2 separate regions of the Pan troglodytes genome follow, and region 2 is linked to region 1. Evidence: chromatin contacts called from public capture Hi-C data. All regions are on one chromosome and are shown on one strand. Each heading gives the region's core, a stretch centred on a gene start, on an enhancer-like site or on the middle of the called end of the contact. The rest is flanking DNA. Distances are from core to core; before and after follow the strand shown.

The links. Capture Hi-C pulls out chosen DNA fragments and counts their contacts.
Region 2: a capture Hi-C map of stem cell-derived neural stem cells shows a contact between it and region 1, with 5 times the contacts expected there. The contact joins two enhancer-like sites.

The regions. Positions count from the first base shown.
Region 1 is chr9:13,762,336-13,768,153 of NHGRI_mPanTro3-v2.0_pri, forward strand. No RefSeq gene overlaps it. Among named protein-coding and RNA genes, the nearest start is that of WEE1, 39 kb to the left of the region's middle. Within about 2 kb of position 3,561, at least 14 of the 24 cell types and tissues checked have an H3K27ac peak or open chromatin away from gene starts, as enhancers often do. A contact at or near this core is called in stem cell-derived neural stem cells, where this site is marked.
Region 2 is chr9:14,464,982-14,470,819 of NHGRI_mPanTro3-v2.0_pri, forward strand. No RefSeq gene overlaps it. Among named protein-coding and RNA genes, the nearest start is that of ADM, 13 kb to the left of the region's middle. Within about 2 kb of position 4,505, at least 3 of the 24 cell types and tissues checked have an H3K27ac peak or open chromatin away from gene starts, as enhancers often do. A contact at or near this core is called in stem cell-derived neural stem cells, where this site is marked.

The DNA of each region.
Region 1 (5,818 bases), core at 2,311-4,810:
GTTGCCCAGACTGGTCTTTAACTCCTAAACTCAAGTGATCTGCTCGCCTCTGCCTCCCACAGTGATGAGATTACAGGTGTGGGCCATGGTGCCCAGCCAGGACATTTAAATTTGCAGTGCCTATCAGACATCTAAGTGGAGAGGTCAAGAAGACAGGTGCATATCTGAGTCTGGAGTTCAGGGTTGAGGTTCAGGTTAGGGATTTATTTGAGGCTCACTAGAAAAGTGATGGTAATTAAAACTACAAAACTGGCTGGGTGCAGTGGCTCACGCTTGTAATCCCAGCACCTTGGGAGGCTGAGGCGGGTGGATCACTTGAGGTCAGGAGTTCGAGACCAGCCTGGCCAACATGGTGAAACCCTGTCTCTACTAAAAATACAAAAATTAGCCGGGCATGGTGGCAGGTGCCAGTAATCCCAGCTACTTGGGAGGCTGAATTGCTTGAACCCGGGAGGCGGAGGTTGCAGTGAGCTGAGATCGTGCCATTGCATTCCAGGCTGGGCGACAGAGCAAGACTCCGTCTCAGAAAAAAAAAAAAAAAAAAAACTACAAAACTGGATAATCCCACTCAAGACTTTTTGCCTTTATTGTGATGACCGTTTTTCGGAGCTGTGACAGTACTTTAATTCACATGTTTAGATATTATTTAGAAAAGGACTGAGCATGCTGCAAATGAAGACATAACATTTCATGTCTGGCAGACTCTAGCTTTGAGAAGAGGATGGGCTGAAGCAAACTTTCGGCAATGTCACCTTCCACTGAGGTTAAGCTTTTGTTTAGTGAAGATAAGAAACAGGCATTTGACTATATTGCTTCTGCTTAATACATTTCTTGTGGGTCTTAATATGTATATAAAGTAAGTTAATTTAAACAGGTCTTCCGTGTTGCTGTGTACATGGTTAAAAGGCAATCAGTTGATGTTCCACCACAGTATGATCTTGCCTCAAGGTCACTATACTTTCTGTTCCCTTTGCCTGGATCACTCTTCCCACAGGTGTGAAGGAGGTTTGCTCCCTCACTTCATTCGTGTTGCTCTGTTCAAATGTCATCTTATCAGGGAGGCTTACCCTGACTAACCAAGCTGATGCAATTAGCACGTCCCATTGCTCATGGTTCTATTTTTCTTCCTACCGCTACCACCACCTTGCATCATGTATATTTGTTTCTTTGTTGTCTCTTCCCTCCATTATAGTGAGATCTTACAGTAGTGTTTAACCTGCAACAGGAACTCCCTAATAGCTGTTTGTTGAATAAATGAAGATCACTATATTGCTATTCAAAAGAGTTGTATGGGCCGGGCGCGGTGGCTCACACCTGTAATCCCAGCACTTTGGGAGGCCAAGGTGGGTGGATCACATGGCAAAACCTTGTCTCTACTGAAAACATAAAAATTAGCTGGGTGTGATGTCACGCGCCTGTAGTCCCAGCTACTTGGGAGGCTGAGGCAGGAGAATTGCTTGAACCTGGGAGGCGGAGGTTGCAGTGAGCCGAGATTGCGCCACTGCATTCCAGCCTGGGCGACAGAGCAGTGGAGTTTGAGACCAGCCTGATCAATACGGTAAAACCCCATCTCTACTAAAAATACAAAAATTAGCAAGGTGTGGTGACAGGTGCCTATAGTCCCAGCTACTCAGGAGGCTGAGACAGGAGAATCACTTGAACCTGGGAGGCAGAGGTTGCAGTGAGGCAACACTGCACTCTAGCCTGTGCAACAGAGCAAGACTCCGTCTCAAAAAAACCAGATAGAGTTGTATGAAGCAATGGTGACTATTATTTTACCATGTTGCTAACATTATGCATTATTTTTTTTCTGTTTTTCTATTATATTTTTTTCTATTTATTTTTACAGAAACAGGGTCTCACTATTGCCCAGGCTGGAGTGCAGTGGTGTGATCATAGCTCACTGTAACTCTCAGGCTTAAAGGGATCCTCCCACCTCAGCCTCCCAAGTAGCTAAGACTACTAGAGCACAGCACCATACTGGACTAATTTTTAAATTTTTTGTAGTGACAGGGTCTCACTCTGTTGCCCAGGCTGGTCTCCAACTCCTGGCCTCAAGGGAACCTCCTGCCTTGGCCCCCCGTGAACTGATGTTACAGGCATGAGCCACTGCATCCAGCCTGCATTATAATTTTAAAACATTTTTGCTACTTTAGTAGATGTAAGGTGTTATGTCATAACTGTTTTAAGTTTAAAATTTCTGATTATCAATGAACGTTTCCCCATGCACTTGGGTATGACTTTTATTTCTTATTGTGAATTACAGTGCATGTTTACCTTCTTTGTCTATTTAGCAATTGGTACCTTGATTGTTTTTATATATATAAACAAGCTTTTTTTGGATGGGGGGGATGGAATCTTGCTCTGTCACCCAGGCTGGAGTTCAGTGGTGCGATCTCGGCTCACTGCAACCTCCGCCTCCCGGGTTCAAGCGATTCTCCTGCCTCAGTCTCCCAAGTAGCTGGGACTACAGGCGTGTGCCACCACACCCAACTAATTTTTGTATTTTTAGTAGAGACGGGGCTTTCACCATGTTGGCCAGGCTGGTCTCGAACTCCTGACCTCAGTTGATCCACCCGCCTTGGCCTCCTAAAGTGCTGGGATTACAGGCGTGAGCCACTGCACCTGGCCTATAAACAAGCTTTTATACATTTCAGGTAGTATTTGCTTGTCACTTGGTGCAGACATTTTTTTCAAGCTGTTGTCTTTTTAAAATTCTGTCCAGTTTTTGTATTTTTGAACGTTAGTCTTCCTTTGTTGTTTCTTCTGTTGTTTCAGTTTTGAGAACGCTGACGTTTATCCATAAATATAACTGCCTTATCCTATTAAATATATAGTTTCTATGGCTGTTCTTTAAAATATTTAGCACTTTAATCCACTTGGTGTTTATTTTGAAATACGATGCGAAACACATTTTTGTCCTCCAAATTTTCATTCATTTATCTGCGCATTCTTTACATAGTTCATCTTTTCTTACTGCCGTGTTTGGGAATGTTATTTTACTATGTATCCCATCAGGATTAACGCGTGTGTTTGTTCAGTCTCATTCCTTTCCGTTGATCTCAGCTTCTATTTTTGTTTCTGCTCTTAGTCACAGCCCAGCAGCGCCAAAGGAACATCTCGCCCCCTGCAGGCAGCTGGTGTCCCCACAACCTGGGAAGCCTGGGGCAGGGCCTCAGGGGACTCCTGGTGTTAGTCCTCCGAGCCCGGGTGGACGTGTCGCTCTGTCCCTGCGGGAGGATTCGGGGCCCCTTTGACAGGCCTCCTTCTATGCCGGTTTCCTGGGGCCTCGCGCTTCCTGGGTTCCACGTCTCTAGTAACCAGTAGAGACGGGCCTTTACCCTGACGTTGGGTGGGGACTGTCCCCTTCTGGGCTCTTCCTTTCGGGCCTTTCCACCTCTCCGACCCCAGGGCATTCGCCCCACCACGTTGCCGGCACAGTGCTGGCTCCGCGGCCCGCGGTTCTGGCCGTCAGCGCGGAATGCCACGGCACCGAGCCTCTGCGTCTAGATGAGTTCTGGGCGCTGATTTTCCAGGTCACTCGGAAGCTGCTCTCTGGGCCCGCCTGTTTCCCTTCCCTTTGCCTCCTTGTCCCGCTTCCCTCGCAGTATACCACTCACTGTACCCCTCCTAAGAAGGACCACTGCAGGAAGCGTTATTGAAGCAGACACGGTTCAAACACGAAAAACAAACTCCTCTTTATTCAACAGATGTGCACGAATCTATTGTGTGTTAGATACAGATAAGTTTCTGATAAGTCGTGCACTGAGCCAGTCCGGGCTCCTAGAACCGCGTTTACGTGCCAAAGTCTCAATCAGATTAAGAGCGTCTGGGGAGAGCGGGGCGGGGGGATAGAAGGAGGTGTTGGGTCTAGGGGTAGGACTGTTCTAGAGGCGTGGGTAAGGGGGAGTGGGCTGTGCTGTGCGCCCCTCCCCTCGCTATCTCCCCATTCATCCACAGACCCGGGGCCCCACGCGCCGCTCCTGGGCAGGGCCGTGCACCCGGAAGGCGCCCAGGCGCGCCCAGCAGAGGGAGCATGCGGGCAGGGCATTCCGCGGGTACCCGCGGAGCAGGACGGCCACCCACGCCGGGGCCCCTGGGGCTCCACCCAGGACGCGCACCCGGAGAGACCCAATGACTGGGTTTCGCACCTGGGCGCAAGCTGGTTACTGGGCACGCGCTGACAACCCACATCTGGAAAACCCGGTCCTAACTGGAGAATAAAACTTAAATGCACGTGAACTCACCAGCAGCTGAACATTTCCGTGAGAAAACCCCTAAAAGCCGGCACCGGCTCCAGTGGGGCCACAGAGTCTCTGGAGCGAGGCTCTCTCCAATGCCTGGGCCCTGGGACAGAGCAACTGTCCCAATAGAATCCCTTTCGGGCGCTTGGAAGAAGGCTTTGTTGCAGGGATAGGGGATTCTTTTAACGTGTTCCTTGGCTTGCACAGGCATTTACTGGTCCTCTGGAGATCAAATATAACAAGAAGTCTCTAAATTCAGTATTTCTTTTAAATGAAGTTGTATTTATTCATCACATTTCTATCCGTAGACTTGAAAAACAGCGTACACGTTTTATACATTGTATGTAGGACATTGTATTTATTCAGGTCCATCAGAGATTCTTAATCTGGGGTATGGGGACAACTAGGAGTGGATAGGATTCAGGGAGACCATGAAACTCCTGAGATTGTTTCATATTTTAGGGCAAATGTGCAATTTTTCTGGGAAGAAGTTCTGTCGTTTTTATGATTACCAGGGTTCATAACCTTAGTTTGGTTAAGAAATGCTGGTCTAAGGTCAATGCTCAGCAGGTTTATGGATTCAGAACTCATTGCACTAGCACTGAAGCCCCCTTGAGGGCCCGAAGCCCCCAATCTGGACCCCTGCAGGAGAATTTGGTTCTCCACTGAAGGTCACTAGAGCCTGGACTTGATTTTCTCTCCCTACAGGAAGGCCCCCCAAAACTCCAAGGGGCACAGTTGTTTTCGTTTTAAGGCCATATTAGGTTCAAGTAGATTTACTTCTGCATTTCTCTGTCTTAAATAGAAATAACTCTCTGGTGGGTATTTTCCCCTGGGTTAGTCATGCAAATACTCTATGCTTCACTTACTACTCGTTTCAACCTCTGGGACAGCCCTTCTGCACAGACCTGGCCCTGGACCCTTCTGCCAACCACACATGGGAGTCTCTGGGGAACTTGGGTGCTGACTTCACTGGGCTGGGATTTTCCTCAACCAGTGTGCCCAGGGAGTTAAAACGTGTTCCTTTTATGGAAAAAAAGAGTATAAGTTTTTTTTTTTTTTTTACTTGTGAGGAATAAAAGATTACAAAACTACCCATAATCCCCTTAATAGGCCTAACACAATAACTAATTTTGTTTTAAATCTCAGCTTTCCTATGTGTATGTATTTTGCATTGTTGTGATTATAGCAGTACTGTATGTAATTATATATTAAGAGTCGCTCTGTTTTACAATTGATGGTACTACTTTCCCATAACATACTATAAGCATTTTACTGTCTTTGTAATTAGTGTTTTTAATTACTGCATACTTTTCTTTTCTTTTTTTTTTTTGAGACGGTATCTCACTCTGTTGCTCAGGCTGGAGTGCAGTGGCATGATCTCGGCTCACTGCAACTTCTGCCTCCCAGGTTCAAGCGATTCTCCTGCCTCAGCCCCCCAAGTTGCTGGGACTACAGGCATGTGCCACCACATCTGGCTAATTTTTGTATTTTAGTAGAGACGGGGTTTCACCATGTTGGCCAGGCTGGTCTCGAACTCCTGACCTCAAGTGATCTGCCCGCCTTGGCCTCCC
Region 2 (5,838 bases), core at 3,255-5,754, 700 kb after region 1:
ATGGCCCCAATATAGCTGGGTGCTGTGGCTTGCACCTGTAATCCCAGCTACAAGGAGGCCGAGGTGGGAGGATCACTTGAAGGCAGGAGTTCGAGACCAGCTTGGGCAACATAGGGGGATCCCATCTCTAAACAATTTTTTAAAGCCCTCAATGAACATTTTTATGTGCATTCAACTCATCTTTGAGTAATTTCATGACTATTTTTTAGGATAAATTATTACAAATAAAATTATTGGGTCATTGGGTCTGTACTCTTTTTTGTTAAAGCATTTGAGCCAGATTGCCTTCTGGAAGGATCAATTTTTACTTCTACTAACAGTATTAAAAAGTCAATTTCTGGCCAGGTGCAGTGGCTCATGCCTGTAATCTCAGCACTTTGGGAGGCCAAGATGGGTGGATCACCTGAGGTCAGGAGTTCGAGACCAGCCTGACCAACATGGTGAAACCCCGTCTCTACTAAAAATACAAAAAATTAGCCGAGTGTGGTGGCGGGTGCCTGTAATCTCAACTACTCAGGAGGCTGGGGCAGGAGAATCCCTTGAACCTAGGAGGCAGAGGTTGCAGTGAGCCACGATTACGCCATTGCACTCCAGCCTGAGTGACAAGAGTGAAACTCTGTCTCAAAAAAAAAAAAATAAGTCAATTTCCTATTTCCTTTGAAACACTGAACATTATTCTTCTTTTCAATTAATAATATTGTGTCATGTAATAGGTAAACATGGTGTTTCCTATTGCTCTTTAAAAAGTTTTATTCTTTTCTCATGTTTTTGAGACTGTATTTTATATCCTTAATAATTTAAAACATTTAGTTTATAGTTTCGTTCTAATAACTCTGTTACCTTTATCAGCTGACTCTTGTTCATTGTGATGTATTTCTTCCTATTTCCTGTAATTTGGGGTTCTGAGCTCATCTTATTAAAGCTTAGTTGATGGTAATTCTGTGTGGACTGGGTTGAGTCCCTTCAGAGAGATTTATGTTTGCTTCTGCCAATTGTCCCAAGGTTATTACCCATCTGAGACCATTCTTTATATTAATTTCTTAATTTTATGTTTATGAACCACGCAAAAGTGCATCTGTGCTGGTGATGTGGGGTGTAGCATTTTGAGAGTCCTTGGATTTACTTGAGTATCTCAGTTCCTTTTCTTCTGTCCCTAAACAAATCTGTTACCAAAGGGAGGAAACCCCTTCCGCAAAGCCCAGGCAACTGCTTTTCAGCTCAAGTTTTCTACTCTGGATTTTAGTTACCTTGGTTTAGTTTTCTGTGGCTTTTCTGTATTTTCATGGGGTTCAGCTATGCATTTAAAAAGATATTAAGTGTATTTTACTTAGCATTTCTAGATGTTTTATAGTAGCAGGATTTTCAACTTAGTCTGCTATATCACCAGAAAGAGGAATCAGCATTGTTTAAAAAACAAAACTTTAGACAAATTAAATTTAACATAGTTTAACTGCATAAAGAAGGATTCACGAATCAGGCAACCTCCGAGAGCCAGAGTAAGTTCAGAGCATCTCTGGTGCTGCCACGTGGTTGGAGAGGATTTATGGACAGAAAAACAAAAGTGACATTGAGAAAATGGAAGTGAGGGACAGAAACAGCCAGACTGGTTACAGCTCTGTGTCTGCCTTTTTAAAACAAGGTTTAAACACTTAGCAACCTGTGAGTAGTTGAAGTATGGCTTCTGTGATTGGCTGAGACTTGGCTGCTTGTTACAAGAGTAGGTTACAGTGTGTTTTCACATCATTAGGTTACTGTTCACTACGTATGCAAAAAGCTTTTGGCCAAACTTAAAATATTTAAGGAAGCAGATTTAGACTAAATTTAATTTAACAGCATCAACTCTTCTCACTACTTTAACTTATTTCCATGATTATTAGTGTAGCTTGAGTATTTTTGATGTCTTCATGATCATTTATATTTCCCCTTATATATATAGTTATTGTTTATTTATTTACTTATTTATTTTATTTATTATTAACAGACAGGGTCTCGCTTTGTCACCCAGGCTGGAGTGCAGTGGCATGATCATAGCTTATTGCAGCCTCCAGCTTCTGGGTTCAAGTGATCCTCCTGCCTCAGCCTCCTGAATAGCTATGACTATAGGCGTGCACCACCCTGGTTAATGTTTAAATGTTTTGTACAGAGGAGGTCTCACTATGTTGCCCAGGCTGGTCTTGAACTCCTGGGCTCGAGTGGTTCTCCTGCCTCGACCTTCCAAAGTGCTGGAATTATAGGACTGTAATTATAGGATTATAAATGAGCTACCACGCCCTGCCATTTTTTTTTTGAGTTCTTGATTCATTCATTCTGTTGGAATATTTGTTTTTTTCCTGTTGATCTGAAATACTTTAATATTCTTATTGATTAAGAATACTAAAGTTTTGTCACATAGAGACACACCTTTTTTCTTTTTGTAGAGAGAGTGTGGCTTATTTTTTGCAATATAAAACTTATAAATATTTATGTAATCAAAGATACCAATGTTTTCCTTTATAATTTCTGTCTTTACTGGCTTGCTTACGAAGTCTTTCTCTGCCTCAATATTTTAGAATAGCCATCTCTTTTTTTCTAATATTTTTATGATTTTGTTTTGTACTTTAAACATTTTATTTTATTTATTTTTTTGAGACAAGGTCTCACTCTGTTGCCCAGGCTGGAGTGCAGTGGCGTGATTGTGGCTCACTGTAGCCTCGACCTCCTGGGCTCAGGTGATCCTCTCACCTCAGCCTCCCTAGTAGCTGGGACTACAGGTGCACACCACCACCCCTGGCTAATTTTTAAATTTTTTGTAGAGACGGGGTTTCACCATATTATCCAGGCTAAACATTTTAAAGCAAATGGAATTTATTTTGGCATCTGATGAGGTAGGGATTTAACTTTTATTTTCCCCTAAATTGTTAGCCAATTGTCCAGTATTTATACTGAGTAATGCATATTTTCTGTAGGACCTGAGGGTCTTCCTTCATCATATGCACCAGAAGTTTTTAAACTGTGTTCCACAGAGAGTTTTCCTGAGTTACTTCTGAAGTTTTCTGGGGAGAAAAGGGGGAAGAAAAAAATGCTAGTCTCTTTCTCCAGCTTCTAGTGGAACATCTCTGTTCCTTTTTTGTTTTATTCCTTTTTGTTGGTGCTCCTCGTCAGATTTTATTTGAAGATTTTATTTGAAGAAAGAATTCATCTTCCTGCAAATCAGTAATATAATAATTCTTAAATAGTAAATATTTAAATTTGTTTCTGGCCCTTTTAATCTCTTCCATTGCTCAGTCTGTCTTTTTCTGCACCAGTTTTACAACTTAAAAAATTATGAAAGCTTTCAAATGCACAAAAACAGAAATAATAATATAATGAACCCCCATATGCTCATCATTAAAATTCAATAATTATCATGATATTGCCACATTTGATTCATCTATCCTTTTTTCTTTTTTTGTTTTTAAAAAATTTTTTTGCCAAAGTATGTTTTTTCTTTTCTTTCCTGCCTATCCTTCTCTTTTCTCTTCTTCCTCTTTCTTTTCTTCTTTTCTTAATAACTTTTTCCTTTTCTTCAATTTTCTTTTGTCCAGTCATCCTATCATATCACCCACACATACTTCAGTATGCATCTGTTTTAAAAAAATGAAAATAATGTTTTCTTATGTAGCCAAAATGCTATTGTCACACTTAACATTAAAAATAATTCTGCAGTATCATCTCATAGCCAGGCCATAATCAACTTTGCCCGATTGCCTCAAAAAATGTCTTTTGACAATGGTTTGTTCAAAATAGAATCCAGACAAAATTGTTCTATCTCTAGTGTTTCTTTAATCTAGAGCAAGCTCCTCCCACCTTTTGTTTTTAGCCATTGGCTTGTTAAAGAAAACAATGATTTAATAATTGTGATTTAGAACTGTTATTATCAAGAAAAATCTTGGTTCTCCTCTTCACTCTGCCTGTGTGGACTCAGCCAGAACATCCTGGCCTGCTCACTTGTGGGGGCTTGCCTGAGGGAAGGTGTGGAGTGGCCAGTGTTGCAGTATTTCTTACATAGAGAAAGGGTATCTTGAAATGTTATTGTTCATGCTTTTCTTTGCTACACTTTTTCCACTTGACCTTTTCCCTAGTAAATCAGAGGCATTGCCTTGAGGAGAATTAGGATTGGTACAACCGGAATGCTAACAGAAAGAAACAGTCAGAATGAAACAGTAAATGTTCAGTTTTCTGACTTTAAAATAGCCTCTTGAAGCCCACATCAAAAACAATAGTTTTGAAAGCCAAAGCCTTTTGTTTGCAGAGAACCAGGTTTTGTTGAGAGAAGAAAAGGCTCTTGAGAATCAAAAGGGAAGGCCCGGAAGCATCAGGGATTGGGCTTTACCCACATTGGAAAGAGACTAGAGGGAGAGCTGGACTAAGCCGCCTTCATCCTGGGCTGGGGGAGAGCAGGGACCTATGAGGTTGCAGGGAGGCCTTGGGAAAGAGCCCACAAAGAGGAGGACATCAGCATGGAGAGACTGCAGATCAGTCCCAGCAAACCTGTGGAGGCCAGTTAAATGCCTGGAGCTCATCCCCTGCCATCCAAGTGAGTCCCACTGTTGCCTGAGCCAAAGAGCCCTGTTAGTTGCTCTTTTTACTACTGCTGGAGATCTTTCATCAATAGCAGCCTACAAGTCACGCTCAGATGGCCCAGCAGATGTGATACTTGCCTAAGTCTAGAGTCATTGCTGAACCTTACCCTACCCACATTGCCCTACATGGCAGAGGACACTAATAAGCCACCCCCAACTTCTTAGACCAAAGGGCAGAGCAATTAACACTGAAGGGGTGCTAGAGCTGAAGGAAGAGTCACCCACCCCTGTGTTTGGGAGGGACTGGACTCTGGGGAGGCGTACTCCACTACATTCACAAGTCACAGATGCGGGGGAATCCCCCAGCCTTGTTTTGCTCCTATGTTCAGCTAGTTGGTAACCTTTTGTCAATTTAATAGGTTTGTTCCACCAGATAGAGCAGTGATCCTTAACCTCTTCTGCCTATTAAAGTCATGTGGGGGAAGCTTCAAAAAAAAAAAAAAAAAAACTGACACCGAGCCTTATCCCTAACCAATTGAACTGGATTGTCTGTGGGTGGGGCCTAATGTCATTGTGTGATTGTGAGTAACATTTTATCTTTGTGAAGCCACTTAACTTTGTTCGGCCTACACATTGTCCCCATACAGCTATTTCAAAAATGCACCCTGGTGGTGCTAACAGACTGAGACCGACAGTTTATTTATTTATTCATTTGTTGTAGATTGAGGGTTGTTTCCAGTCAAACAGCCAGAAATAGAAGGGTTAACTGCAGCCAGTGGGGCAGGTGTTTGGAGAGAAGACAAGCTGCAGGTGATGGGAAGGAGGCCAGCCCCAGCCGAGGGCAGAGTAACAGACAACAGGTGGTTGTGCTGTAGGGTGTTGGCATCAAGGAGGAACAGCAGGAAATGACAGGGCATCAGGCACGTCAGGGAGCACAGCAGCGCGCATTCTAGGAGCAAACTATAGGCAGGCCCCAGAGAGGTCCAGCTGGAGGCAGCAGACAGGACTGGAATTATTCTTTATGATGGGCCTGATTGTGTCCCCTATCCCCATACACCAAATTCATATGCTAAACTCCTAACCCTCAGTACCTCAGAATGTGACTGTGTTTGGAGATAGGGCCTTTAAAGAGGAAATCAAGGAAAAATAAGGTCATATGTGTGGTCCTCAATCTAATATGATTTGTGTCTTTATAAGAAGACTATGGGAGGACACAGAGAGAAGGCAGCCACGTGCCAGACAACTAGAGAGGTTCCCAAAGAAACCAAACCTGCTGACTCCTTGTCCTTGGATTTCC